4 separate regions of the Mus musculus genome follow, and regions 2, 3 and 4 are each linked to region 1. The links are chromatin contacts, called in public promoter capture Hi-C maps. All regions are on one chromosome and are shown on one strand. The core of a region is the stretch at or near the end of the contact, and the rest is flanking DNA. Distances in the headings are between cores, read along the strand shown.

Region 1 (3,201 bases), core at 314-2,813:
ATGGGACCCCAATGACACAGTCTCCTTAAGTCTTGAAGATTTTCAAACTTGATTACTGAGCAGAATATGCCCATCTTGGTGAAGAATGACTTCTTTCTTCTAAAGAACTAGAGATCTCCTTTTCCTGTGCACACATTTCTGTGTGCAACAAGTCCATGTGTGTGCCTGAGCTGTCATGCCTTTGGCTGAAGGGTCACTGAGGTGGGGTATGTCATTTTCAGTTGTGGCCTCCAGAACTCTGTATCTCACAGGAGAATATAGGTTGATTTGAAACACAGCCTAAAGAAAACAAGATGGGAAAACTCCGTTTAGAAAGTCCATATGCCATTTATTTAATATTTAACTCCAAGGAGCACTTGACTCAGCACCTCGAAAGCACACTAGTGTGGAGTTCACCTCTTATCGAGAACAAAAATAATTACTTTGGACCTATCCAGAATACAGTCCGAGCTTGAAGTGCACGAAAACCGGACATATTAAACAGTTTTCCTCTTCTGTTCAAAGTGCCAGAAAGGATCGACTACTCCTAGCTTAGTGGATCGTTAGAGAGAACAAAGACTTAGGGAGCTGAGAAGCAGGGTCTTATCTAATTATCACGTATCTAATTCTTCCTAGAACAGAAACTGGCTTAGAGAGACTGTGATTATATCGACCGACCAAGGTCACAAGTAACAGCTAAGTCCAGAATAGAAGCACCAAACTTCTTTTTTAGGACGTTCTAAACTGCCTCCCAACGAGTTGTGAATTAACTGTGACATGCTCTACGCATATAATACTTTGTGTATTAATAACTGGGCACTTGTTCTCCCAAGCGCCAACATTAGCAATCGATCGGGGTTAAAGGTACAGGAAGAAGGGTGAGATTAAAACGAGAAGGCCGCATGTGTGTGCGCGAAAAATCACAACTGAAGCAGTGCACGAGAACGAGCACAGAGTGGATTTAAGCGGGCGGGGGGGGGGGGATAATTCCCTCCGGGGCCGAGGGAGAAGGGAAGAAGGCACGCACGGGGAATAGTTGTAGACCTGAGTTCTGAATGGAGTGAAATGAGCCGGGAAAAGACCTATGACACATGGGTATGACGTATGCGTAACGGATTCCCACGGAGCAGATGCGCCAGCCCGGTCGGTGCCTGCCTCAGTTTCCCGCCCATGTAGTGGTGCGGGATGCTCTGGGATCTTCACTCACAGGACAAACGTCTTATTAAGCGAGGTCTGGGCTCGATATTTTGGAGATGCTGGGTCGACTAGGTCGAGGCGAAGACCGCCTCGTAAGCGGGTTGCACCCCCTGCGGTGACTCCCACCTCAGTCTGGTCTCCGGTGCCCGCTCCACAGCCATCGCATTTCCGGGACGGCCCGGGCTCAGCGGAACAGATTTTCTCCTCCTTATAGCTCTGTCATGAGCGCTTCAGTCTGAGCAAGCCGAATGCGAACCCTGACGGCGAGACCTGCGCGGGGAACTCGGACCCGCGCGTCTCTGGTTCACGCGGCCGCCGTGAGCCTCCCGCTCGGGTCCTCGGCGCAAGCTCCGCCACAGCCACTTCCGGTCGGTGCGCGGCGTCAATCTTCCCTCGGAAAGCCCGCGCCTGCAACTTAGAGTTTGGGGGCGCTCCAGCCGTTTCTCTGGAGCTGCAGTGTGGGGGACGTGTATTCTGTGATACCCGAGAGCATGTGGGCTTTCGTAGTCTTTTTTTTTTTTTAGGGGTCACCGAAAGTGAACTTTTTCTTTAGTTTTACGTTCGAAGATTTGGGTGGAAAGGAAAAGGCGCAGGCAGCGCAGTTTCCGGAGGACAAGGACTGCGTAGAGCAACCAGGAAGCGGCAGGGCTGGGAGTTGTTCCCGGTTCCCGCTGTGCTGTGGAGACTTCTTCACAGGGTCCCTGCGCCGAGGCCGGGCGCCCTTGGCGAGTCCCGCTCTGAGCGCTAGAACCCGGCTCCGGCCGGCCGTGCCCGAGCTGCCATGTCTTCCGACTTCGAAGGGTACGAGCAGGACTTCGCAGTGCTCACTGCTGAGATCACCAGCAAGATTGCAAGGGTCCCTCGGCTCCCTCCCGGTGAGTACCCTGCCCGGCCGGGCGGGGGCGGCCTGGAGAGCCGGGGGCCGCGGAACGCCGCCTGGGCACGCGGGGCTCGCTGGCGCGAGGCTGCTGTGGGTGGTGCTGGCGGCCCGGGGAGGGGTGCGTTCTGGGTAGTAGGTTGTGATTGGCATTAAATGTGCTTCAAATGCAAAGCACCTTCTGCGTGGAAACCATTTTGGGGGGGTGGCGCCTGTTTCCTACCCCACCGCTTTTTAAAAGCTTGTATAGCCTTGGAAACATTGCTCTGCATCTTGATTTCTTCTTTTTTCCTTTTCTTTTTTTTTTTCTATCTTTTTTTATCTTTTGTAAAATATGAGTATTCAAAGGAACTGTGTGAAAGTATCAAGATTGTGGATCTGTAAATGCAGCAGCAGCGTTGTCGTTTTAGTCAATAATTCTGTTATCCTTATTCGTGGCACACTAGAATGACGAGCTAGGATGCCTGAATTCAAGTCTAACCCTTGCCACTTAGAAGTTGTCTCCTAGGCAAGTTTTCGTTATCCTTCAAAACTTCCTTCTTGGTTCGAGAGACTCGTACCTCTCTCAGGGCGGTTGTGAAGATTAACTGATACGCAGCTGTGAAGCCCTGTGTCTTAGCTCTTGTTAGGATTCCTATTTTTCAGACCTCTGCCCTGATTCTGTGATTCTCATCTTTCTTGGGTATCTATAACCCAGTTTTATATGAAACTTCGTACAGGACAACTTTGCTCACTTTTACAATTCAGCATCCTCCAGGTATTACCCTGCATGCTAGGTTGTCAACAGTGGGAAGGTGGGAGCCTTGTCTGATTTTCTTGACATTTCTTTTCTAAGGGCTCAGATTTTTTTTTTTTTTTTTTGTGAATAAGCAAGGGATTGTTATATAATACTTTGTGACTTATAAGATAGTGTTTTAGGATTTTTTCTTTAAGTACAGATTTAATTTGAGTAGTTAGTAACAGACAAATTGTGAGTTTTATTTATTTATTGGCTCAGTTTCGTTAGGGAAATTGAATGATCACTGGGCTGCTGAACTTGCCTCTACTCCAGCTCTGGAGCATACTGTGTAGAAGAGATGATTCTCATTGGTCTGCAGAATTGTGGGTATCTTCACTTTCTTACCTGGTCAGCCCCAGGCCAAGATGAC
Region 2 (3,031 bases), core at 87-2,586, 2.0 Mb before region 1:
CAAAAGTATAGGGAAGTGTCTCTGGGCTGGTGAGGACAGGGGGCAGCACAAGTCCAGGTCCCCTTACGAGGTCAGTCTGGGTAGATTCCTTTTAGAACTGTTTTCCAGTGAAGTGCAGAAAAGTCTTGTTTACCTCATTCATTCTGACTTAGATTCAAGTTACAGCAGCAAAGGGGACCTAGGTTCCAACTGAGAAAGTTCTCACAGAGGGGCTGCCATTGTAGCCCAGTGTGAGAACACTTGCCCAGCAGGCACAAAGCTTTGATCTTCAGGAACAAAACAAAACAAAAATTCTTAGTATGTGCCCAAGATGTTCTAGGTGTAGTTTTGACTTAGTTCACGAAAGCATCTTCTCAGAGGTTTCAGGGATGTGCAAATTTTGACCAGGAAGGGTTAGAGGATTTGATTTGTTCAGTCTGCTTGAGTAGGCCGAGAACTCCAAGCCTTCTTTACCAGGCTATCCAGGTGTCTCCCACACTCTGGTCAGGCAGGCCTGGTGGCTCCCAGTGGCAGCAGTGAAACTGTTGGAGGGAGTAGGGGATAAAGACTCCAGGTGTGGGAGTGGGGAGTGAGGGAAGGAGGGAAGAAGAGGTTCCTAGGTTGCCACTTCTATCTAGGGGGCACTCTGTCAAGTGAAAGGGCAGGCAGTTGTAGTGACGCCCTGCTGTGAGCTTTGCACAGCTGGACTGAGTGAGTGTGGAGAGATGCTCACATCTCCTCCCGCTTCCTGGAAAATAACTTTGCATTTGAAGGGTTGCAAAGGAGTCGGTAAATCTGAACCCGGACAGGGTAGCCTGGAGACTTCCTCTGCTTGTGTGAAGGTACACACAGGTGTGTGTGTGTGTGTGTGTGTGTGTGTGTTCGAGCGTGTGAGGGGTCATGTGTAAAATGTTTGTGTTGGGAGGAGTTTCTAGTTACATGTGATGTTTCTATTCTTCCCGTCAGAATTGGGCTTTTATTGTTTGATTTTGAAATAAGGTCTTTTTTATTTTTTTAAAAAATGCCTAGCAGCTATCATTTATTGGGGACCTCCTATGTGCCAGGCATTGTGCTGAATTTATTTTTCTGTAAAGAAAAATTGTTTTTATCCAGGTCCACCTAGAGACATCCGAGGGTTTTTTTTTTTTTTTTTCCCATTCTTATTAAAGCACAGTGCTGTCTACGCAGCTAGGATTTGCGGAGAGGCGGGGAAGGGTGCTGGATAGGCAGGGGGCGGGCCCTGCCTCCCTAGCCGCCACCATTTATTTTGACCGGTCAGATGGCATCGGGCTCGCACTAGGACCCAGGCGCCACAGCGCCTCCGTCCGTCCTGTAGGTTCATTCAATCTCCCATACACACAGACCCACACAGCGAGAGCGACACACACTCACACTCACAACCGCACGCAGCGAGGCTCGGGAAGTCAGTCAGGCCGGCTCCTTGCCCCGGTGCCTCGGTGACTCCAGCAGGCCGGGTCTCCCAGAGGCCCTGCAGCTCGGCCGGCCGCGCAGCCCCGGACAAGGAGCAGCTCCGCGGACCCCCGTGCCTCCATGGGCAAACGCGGGCGGCCGCGCAAGGAGGCGCGCTGCGAGGGCGCGGGGCTGGTCCCCGTCGCGCCCCCGGCCATGCCCCCGGCCGCGGCCGCGCCCCAGCCCCCGGCGCAGCCGGAGGAGCCGGCGGGGGCCAAGCCCCGGTGCCCCTTCTCGGACATTTTCAACACCAGCGAGAACTCGATGGAGAAGCACATCAACACTTTTCTGCAGAACGTGCAGATTCTGCTCGAGGCAGCCAGCTACCTGGAGCAGATCGAGAAAGAAAACAAAAGTAAGTTTGGGGGCCCCGACTGCTCGCCTGCGTCCAGCTCTTTCTTTCTCACCCCCTTGTGCGACCCCTGTCGCTTACTCGGTTCGCCGCCGCCCCCCCGCAACAAACACACACACACACACACACACACACACACACACACACACACACACGTACCCTCGGCAGTAAAGCCGATGACACCGGAGAAAGGACACGCACGCACGCACAAAGCTGCTAAAGATGTAACAAAGACAGCGAAGGGGAGAGGGAGCCTGTCGGTGCCTTGGTCTGTCGGTCTCCAGCAGGCCCGGAGGACGGCCTGGCCGAGGAGTGGGGGAGTGTTGTTGTTTGCTGACAACTGGGCTGAGAGGCTGCGAGCTCGTCTCTCCGAGGTCGCCTTTCTTCCCTTTTTTTTTTTTTTTTCCTCCTTTTTCTTTCCGGAGCCTACTCCGGCAGACAAGTGTTTTGGTTTGGCTTATGGTTTTGGTTTTTTTTTTTTTGTTTTGTTTTGTTTTTATTTTTTTGTTTTGTTTTGTTTCTGTTTTTGTCGCTCGTTCCAGGGTTGGGTGGGGATGAGAAGCTGAAAGTTGGAAACCGTTTGCAGAGCTCAGGGCTTCCAGAAAGAAAACACAGACACACATTACAACAATAACAACCGCCACCACCGAACAGCTCTCCGCGCCGTGGACTCCGGCTCTTCTTCCTGCCTACTTCGTTTCTCCTTCCTTCCACAGCAGGACTAGGCTCAGGCCATCGTGTCCACAGACACAGTTCCCCTGTGCCTCCTTGCCTCTGGGATGCCACGGCCTCTGGTCCCCTCAAAGAAACAGGCCAGAGGAACCAGGCAGCGCCGGCAGCCCTCCCTGGACCTGCGGTCCTGCGCGCGCTGGGGTAGGGAGGGGGGGACTTGGCGAGGGGGACGTGGCTAAAAGCAAACTTTAGGATTCCGCAGAAACAATAGTTGGGGGAAAAGGTGTGGGCGGTTGTGTCCATTTTCTTTATTTTCAGAGACGCACAGGACGAGCAAGGCAAACGCCTTACAGGGTTCCGTCCACCCCCACCCCCCCCGCACTCCCCCCCAGGTGGAGACCGATGCTAGGAACCCCACCCGGGCCTGGGCTTCCTCTCTGTATTTGTTTCATTTTTGTCCCTGCCCATTGGAACCCCCAGCTCTCGCCAGGCATTCGACTCAGCAGCACCCTAACGGGGGCAAGCGTGTGCTGCGTCTCCAGCACCATCAGAATAATA
Region 3 (2,807 bases), core at 218-2,717, 2.3 Mb before region 1:
CTCCAGCCGCACCATAAGGCTGTTTCTAGTGACTGTCAGCCTAGAACTCTCACCACCTGCGGGAAGGAAAAAGTCTGCCCAAGCGAGAGCTGAACACAACTGGAGCTAGAAGTGAGACGGGGAAGACAAGTCTGGTGCCAGGATTGGTTCGACTATCTTTGGCTTCACTAACAGCCACCAGCCTCCATTTGCCTCCTTCAAGGAGTTCAGTTTGACCTTCTAAACTGAAAGGGGTCCTCATCTGTACACTGGATGGCACTGAAATTCTACCACTTCCGGAAGGCACCCTCCCTCTCAGCCTACCATCTGACGTTCACTGACCACCCCCAATACTGTGACTACGGATCCAGGATCCAGCAACGACTGTGGTGTGGTCCTCAAGCTGCCTCCGAACCTTTGACATTACATCATTATCCAATTGCCTGACTTTATTTCCAGCAGAAGACGTCCAGGAAGGTCTAACCACATGGACAATTACCCACACCACCCACCATCGTGCATATATAAACTTCTTGGTCACACTTAACACGCTGTGACAAGACCAGGTCTGGGTCAAGGTAGGCTTGAGATCTGTCCACTCACAGAAACAGGCATAATATGGTCGGAATTTCACAAGTCGGGCTGCGGTGCCTCATGTGTTCTTTCAAGACTCAACTGGTCTGAGAGGATGGGTACGCCCCTGTGCATCCCCTCAGAGTTTTAATTCTGGTTTTATGTTCTTAGCATCTCCCACTTTAAATAACCAAGTGTGCCTGGTTCGGGTGCAGAAGGGATACACTAAAGCATGTTCAACATGAGTCTGGGAAGTGTCTTCTCACTTCCTGTGTCCAAGAAGAACCCAGAGCAGGCTCCAGGAGGATTTTCCGGAAGGCTATGCCTATCTGTTTCCTGATACAGCCCCTGAGACCATTTGGGTGGGGAGGGCACAACGGCTGCCTGTCTCTGTTGGGAGTTTGAATCAAGAGGTAAAATGCAGTCATCAGAATGATCAGGGTTGTAACTTTAGATCGCCGCCGTGGAGGAAGGAAAAGGGCAGGGGCACAATCACTTCTGGGTACCCGGGGTGGATCCAAGAGGGACCAACTTCCTGCAACAGCAGGGCCTCCCCTCAGGGTCGGGGGTGGTAAGGATCACCGCTTTCCCGGGACCAGCGAGGCAGTTCCTCGGTCACACTGGTCCCTGGACCGGCTCCGGCCGCCCGGAGGTGCCCGGGGGCCCCGCCGGAAGCGAGCTGAGTCCTGCCGGGCTGCACAGATCGTTCCCCGGTTCCCGCTGGGGCAACCCCCGCTAGCCAAGGCCATCCCCGGACGGCCGCGGGCCCGTCGCTGCTCGCCCTCTCGTCCCTACCCTCCCGGGGGTGCAGCTCGCGCGCCGGGCGCCGGATGCCGGTCAGCCGGCACAGTCCCCTCACCTTACTCGCGGCGGCTTTCTGGAGGCTGCCATTCGGCGGTGACGTGCCCCAGCCCACGTCAGGGGAGCGCAGACCAGCTGATCACCCACGGCCAGGCGCGCGCACCGGGCAGGCCACTCCTCCCCTCTGTGGCGTGCTCACGCAGAGGCTCCGCCCCGCTGTAAACCCCGCCCGTTCACCGGAGTGGGCGTGGCCGAGTGTCAGAATTCCAAAACCTTTGGGCTGTTGCTTGGAGAGGGTGTGGTGTTCTGTGCAACCAATTGGGAGAGGCGCCGGTCAGTCGTCACTGATCTTCCTCTCCATTTAAGAGGAAGGACAGGCGTTTTGCCAGCTAAGGAAGCTGCATGCTTCTCCGGTTTGTTCCAGCTTTTAGGTCAGCTAAGACGAGAGAGTCGTGGCCAGCTCTGCAAGAACCTATTTTAGGGTCCTGGAGACACTGACTGGATCAGGATATAACTTGCTGAGACCTTAGAGATGTCTTCCAAATGATTATTCCCAACAGCTTCAAAACTTACTGCTCACTTGGGCTAACGATCGGGCGTTAAAGCGTCCAAACCTAGCTCCTAACCCTATGTACAAACAAAAACATTCTTCACGTAGGGCTTTTTCATCTCAGTCGGTGGCTATTCCATGTTTTAAGGGCAAAAATCTTGACGTAATATCTGCCTTATTCCCCGGTCCATGCCCCATCTGCCCAAGATCCGCTTGGTCCTGGCTTCAAAGTAGATCCGTAGCCCCACCCACTTCCATCACGTCACCTATCTGGGGTGCATCACTTCCACCTCACCTGTGTGACGCCTGCATAGAAGCCAGACCGAACCTACCCTGAGGTGTCCACTTGACCATTCTAGAATCGCCTGGGAGAAAAAGCCCCTGGGCCTGGCTGGAGGGTTGTCTTGTGTTATTTAAGACGGGCAGAACCACTCCCTAGGTAGAGGATTCTAGACTGTATAAAATCAATGGAAATGAGCTGAAGACGAGCATGAATATATTACTCTCGCCTCTTGACTACCGATGTAAGGCCTGGCTCCCTGACTAGATGAACGGAAACTGGAAGCCGAAGAAGTCCTTTACCCCTCAAATTCCTTTCGCCAGAATGTTTTATCACAACGACGGGAAAAGAAACTAAGCAGTCCCCATTTCATTTGGAGTGACTCTTCTTAATCACAGCTCACAGGTCACCTCACTCCACCTAAGCTGGCCTTCCCTATCTTTGACACTCACAGTCCCGTCAAGTGTCACCTCCTCGATGAAACCTGCTTAAAGCTGTAAACCGCTTGGACCCATCCGGGCCCCTTTCCCACAGCTTCTACTGTTGTTCACCGGAGTTCATCTTCTGAGGATAGTCTCTCTACCCTGCACACATACTATAGCCATCAGAGCAAGAGTTGTTTCT
Region 4 (3,005 bases), core at 333-2,832, 2.2 Mb before region 1:
AAAAAGCAAATGGGTGATAGTGGCAGACTAAAATTTCTATAGCTTTAGTCCAGTGGAGAGAGAAAAGGAGGATAAATGAATTGCAGCGTTTGCCAAGAACGCTATTCATTTGCCACACTTCGTATGTGGGAAGAGGAAACTACATTTTAATTAGCACATTTTTTTTTGGGAAAGGGGATGAAGATGAGGAGGCTGGCGCGAAGTATTTGAGGGGGAAGAGAGCCTGCAGATGAGGAAGGAAATGAAGTGGCCTGTCGCCAGTGCCTTGGAAAGGACGGGAGATAAGGGTGGGGAAATGAAGTTTGCTGTGTGTGTTAGGGTGGGGTTAACCCCAGGGACCATGAATCACTAGAATGGTGTTGGGAGGAGTGTGCTTGAGGGTGAATTCGTGCAGTGGAGAGGGCATGTGTGCCGGAGTGGTGTGCAAGTCGTGGGTGGCAGAGGAGAGCAGCGAGCGTGTGCCTGGAGGTCTATTTCGAGAATAGGTTGGGGTGAGAAACCCGTCTGGGAGGCGGGGGTGGGCAGCCCAGTGTCACCTGTGGAGGGATCCCCGACTCTGCAAATGAGTGTTGCAAAGTTTGCCTGGCTTTAGACAGATTTTGAAGGCTGCTGGCGGAGCCTAGACTTTTCATCTCCCAAGAGGTCAGCTCTCAGAAGGTTTAAGAGGCAATTAGCCAAAGTAGGAGTGCAGAGTTTGGGCTGGTCCAAATGAATATAAAGGCCCTTGCCCCGTCCCTCTGTGGGAGTGAGTGAAGGCGGGAGGCTCCCCCAAACGCAAATATGCTGAAGAGAAAATCGAGGCCCCCTCCTGTGGGAGCCGAGCTGAAGTCCAACTATTGTGGCCTCTCCCCCCAAAAACCCAGCGGCCTCAGTGGGCCACAGAAGCTCAATCTGAAAGCTACGGCTCAGCTGAGATTCACTGGGTGGGGGAAGCACGTTAGGACTGGGGAGGTAGATGTTTCCGTGGCGTCACCCTCCCACTCTCAATCGGGTTTCTCTCGGGGTCGTTTCCTTCTCCGGCAGCGGATCGGAGCTGCACTGAGGGAGGAAGACCTTGCAGAGGCGCCAGGCAGGCGCCCTGCAACAGGCCCTCCGCCTGCGGAGCACGTAGGCCCCCACTGCCGCAGCTGCACGGATACGGAGCTTGCAGCTCGAAGGGGGGCCTCGAGGGGCGGGGCCAGAGATCTCAAGGGGCAGCAGAGGCGGGGCCTGGACCTGCGAGAGCCTGTTGGGGGCGTGGCCTATTAGGAGCGGAGCAAAAACGCTGGGCTGGCGAAGGGCGGAACCAGGGGCACGCTTTTGAGCTACGAGGGCCCAGCCCGTACTGGGCGGAGTGAAGGCTGCTGGGGCGTGGCCTATAAGAGGCGGGGCTAGAGCTCTCGGGCCATGGGGCGGGGCCTTGAAGCTGGGGTACTAGAAGGGTCAAGCCTGTAGAGGGCGGAATCAAGAGCCCTGAGGCGTGGCCTGTGGTAGGCGGGGCCAAGGCGTTCAGGCCTGTGGGGCGGGGCCTTCGGGGTGCTAAGCGAGACTAAGCCTGTAGGGGGCGGAGTCCTGGACCCTGTGGAGGCGGAGCCCAAGGGGCGGGCCAGAGGGCGTTCGTGGGGAGTTCGGCTGGTCCCGCCAGAGCGCGAGGCGCCCGCCGGTAACGGTCGTGCGGGCGAGGGGCTGGAGGGAGAGGAAAGGGCTTTAAATGATGTTTTGAAGCAGCGAGAGCTAGACGCGTCGGCGACCAGGTGTCGCCACTTCCCGCTGCCGAGGGCTCGGCGTCCAGGTCCTGCGTCTCCACGCCCCCTCCCTTCCCGGCCCTCTCCTCGGGAACCGAGCGAGCGACGTTAAGAGGCGGCTGCGGCGGACCGGGCGGCCGCTGCAGCCCGGCGGTGGCGAAGGAGTGGGCACAAAGCCGGCTGCGCTGCGAGGTAATCCTGCGGGAGCGGAGGGCCCGGGGTCCCGCCGCGCTTCCCACGCCGAGGGGGCTTCGGACTGGCTGGCCGCGCGGCCTCAGGTGAACCGTGCTCGGGGCGGGAACGCGAGCCCCACGGGGCCGAGGAGTGCAGACCTGGGGGCGAGGAGTCGGGGTGCGGCGCCGCAGAGTGGGCCGGGACTCACCCGGGCGTCCCCGGCTTCCCCCAGCGAGGGCGTGGGATTGCAAAATCCTGTTCTGCGGGGAGCCTTGCTGACCCCGAAGGTGCTCGCGGGGACGGTGGGAGGTTCCCGCGCTTGGAGAAGGTGGAAGAAGACCGTGTTGATTTGTTGTTTTCTTTTTTCTTCTTCTTTTTTTTTTACCCCCTCGTGGCTTAAGAAACTTCAGTCACAAGTTGAAATTGTTCAACCACTTTATCTAATCAGTGTGACCCTCCCCAGCACACACACACTAAAAGTGCGCACGAGCACGCGCGCGCGCGCGCACACACACACACACACACACACACACACACACACACACTATAACCTTTCAAGCATTCCTGATACTTTATTCTTCCTTGCGGGGTGACAGCCCAGTTGGCAGCAGATTTGGTTTGCTGGTGTTTGGGGCACTTCCAACCTCTTTGGAGGTATGTAATAGCTGAGGCAAGGCCACTATTAAACCAGGCCTCTATTAAAATGACAAGAATGGCCTCAGGTGAACTTTTTTTGTTGCAGAGATTTAATTGCAAGTAGATGCCCGTTTAAAGTGGGAGTGTAAGGAAAACCACTAAATATCCTTGGCACATGTGCTCTTGGAATTGACTTTGCTAGAGTGGTGTGGGATTTAGCTCAGCCAAGAGGCTTTGAGTGAGGATTAGGAGCCAGGCTCAGGAAGGAATTGATAAGACTCTGGGGCTTGGGATGAGCTACATAAACATGTGTGAGTTCTTTACAGTGATTTATAAAATTATAGAAATTTTAGAGTTAGCAGTATGAAATGATTGCCTTTCTTAGAATGGACTCCATCCTCAGTGTGCTGAACATGTACTGATTTGGGTTTTGGCAGACTTCTAGTAAGAGTACAGTGTAATATGTCCTTT

What was found. Promoter capture Hi-C pulls out the DNA fragments that hold promoters and counts their contacts.
Region 2: a contact with region 1 is called in a promoter capture Hi-C map of pre-B cells, with 4 times the contacts expected there. The contact joins the promoter of Mxi1 here to the promoter of Vti1a in region 1. A contact is called at or near these places in 3 of 39 promoter capture datasets (cranial neural crest, embryonic stem cells and pre-B cells), 1 of 15 datasets of contacts at CTCF or cohesin (the NIH/3T3 cell line), 1 of 115 datasets of contacts at active chromatin or transcription factors (astrocytes) and 1 of 9 other capture datasets (adipose tissue).
Region 3: a promoter capture Hi-C map of pre-B cells shows a contact between it and region 1, with 5 times the contacts expected there. The contact joins the promoter of Xpnpep1 here to the promoter of Vti1a in region 1. A contact is called at or near these places in 1 of 39 promoter capture datasets (pre-B cells), 1 of 115 datasets of contacts at active chromatin or transcription factors (epiblast stem cells) and 2 of 9 other capture datasets (adipose tissue and liver).
Region 4: a contact with region 1 is called in a promoter capture Hi-C map of pre-B cells, with 3 times the contacts expected there. The contact joins the promoter of Add3 here to the promoter of Vti1a in region 1. A contact is called at or near these places in 1 of 39 promoter capture datasets (pre-B cells) and 2 of 9 other capture datasets (adipose tissue and liver).

What each region holds. Positions count from the first base shown.
Region 1 is chr19:55,314,494-55,317,694 of GRCm38.p6, forward strand. Vti1a (vesicle transport through interaction with t-SNAREs 1A) reads left to right here and starts at 1,564. Exons shown (of 8, transcript NM_016862.4): 1 at 1,564-2,051. The coding sequence starts at 1,958. It overlaps Zdhhc6 (zinc finger, DHHC domain containing 6), which reads right to left and starts at 1,543. Exons shown (of 11, transcript NM_025883.4): 1 at 1,303-1,543; 2 at 1-279. The coding sequence starts at 74.
Region 2 is chr19:53,309,170-53,312,200 of GRCm38.p6, forward strand. Mxi1 (MAX interactor 1, dimerization protein) reads left to right here and starts at 1,337. Exons shown (of 6, transcript NM_001008542.3): 1 at 1,337-1,804. The coding sequence starts at 1,531. All of the region lies in intron 2 of Gm30541 (a long non-coding RNA gene), which reads right to left.
Region 3 is chr19:53,037,103-53,039,909 of GRCm38.p6, forward strand. Xpnpep1 (X-prolyl aminopeptidase (aminopeptidase P) 1, soluble) reads right to left here and starts at 1,468. Exons shown (of 20, transcript NM_001374834.1): 1 at 1,412-1,468.
Region 4 is chr19:53,141,174-53,144,178 of GRCm38.p6, forward strand. Add3 (adducin 3 (gamma)) reads left to right here and starts at 1,583. Exons shown (of 15, transcript NM_001277100.1): 1 at 1,583-1,916.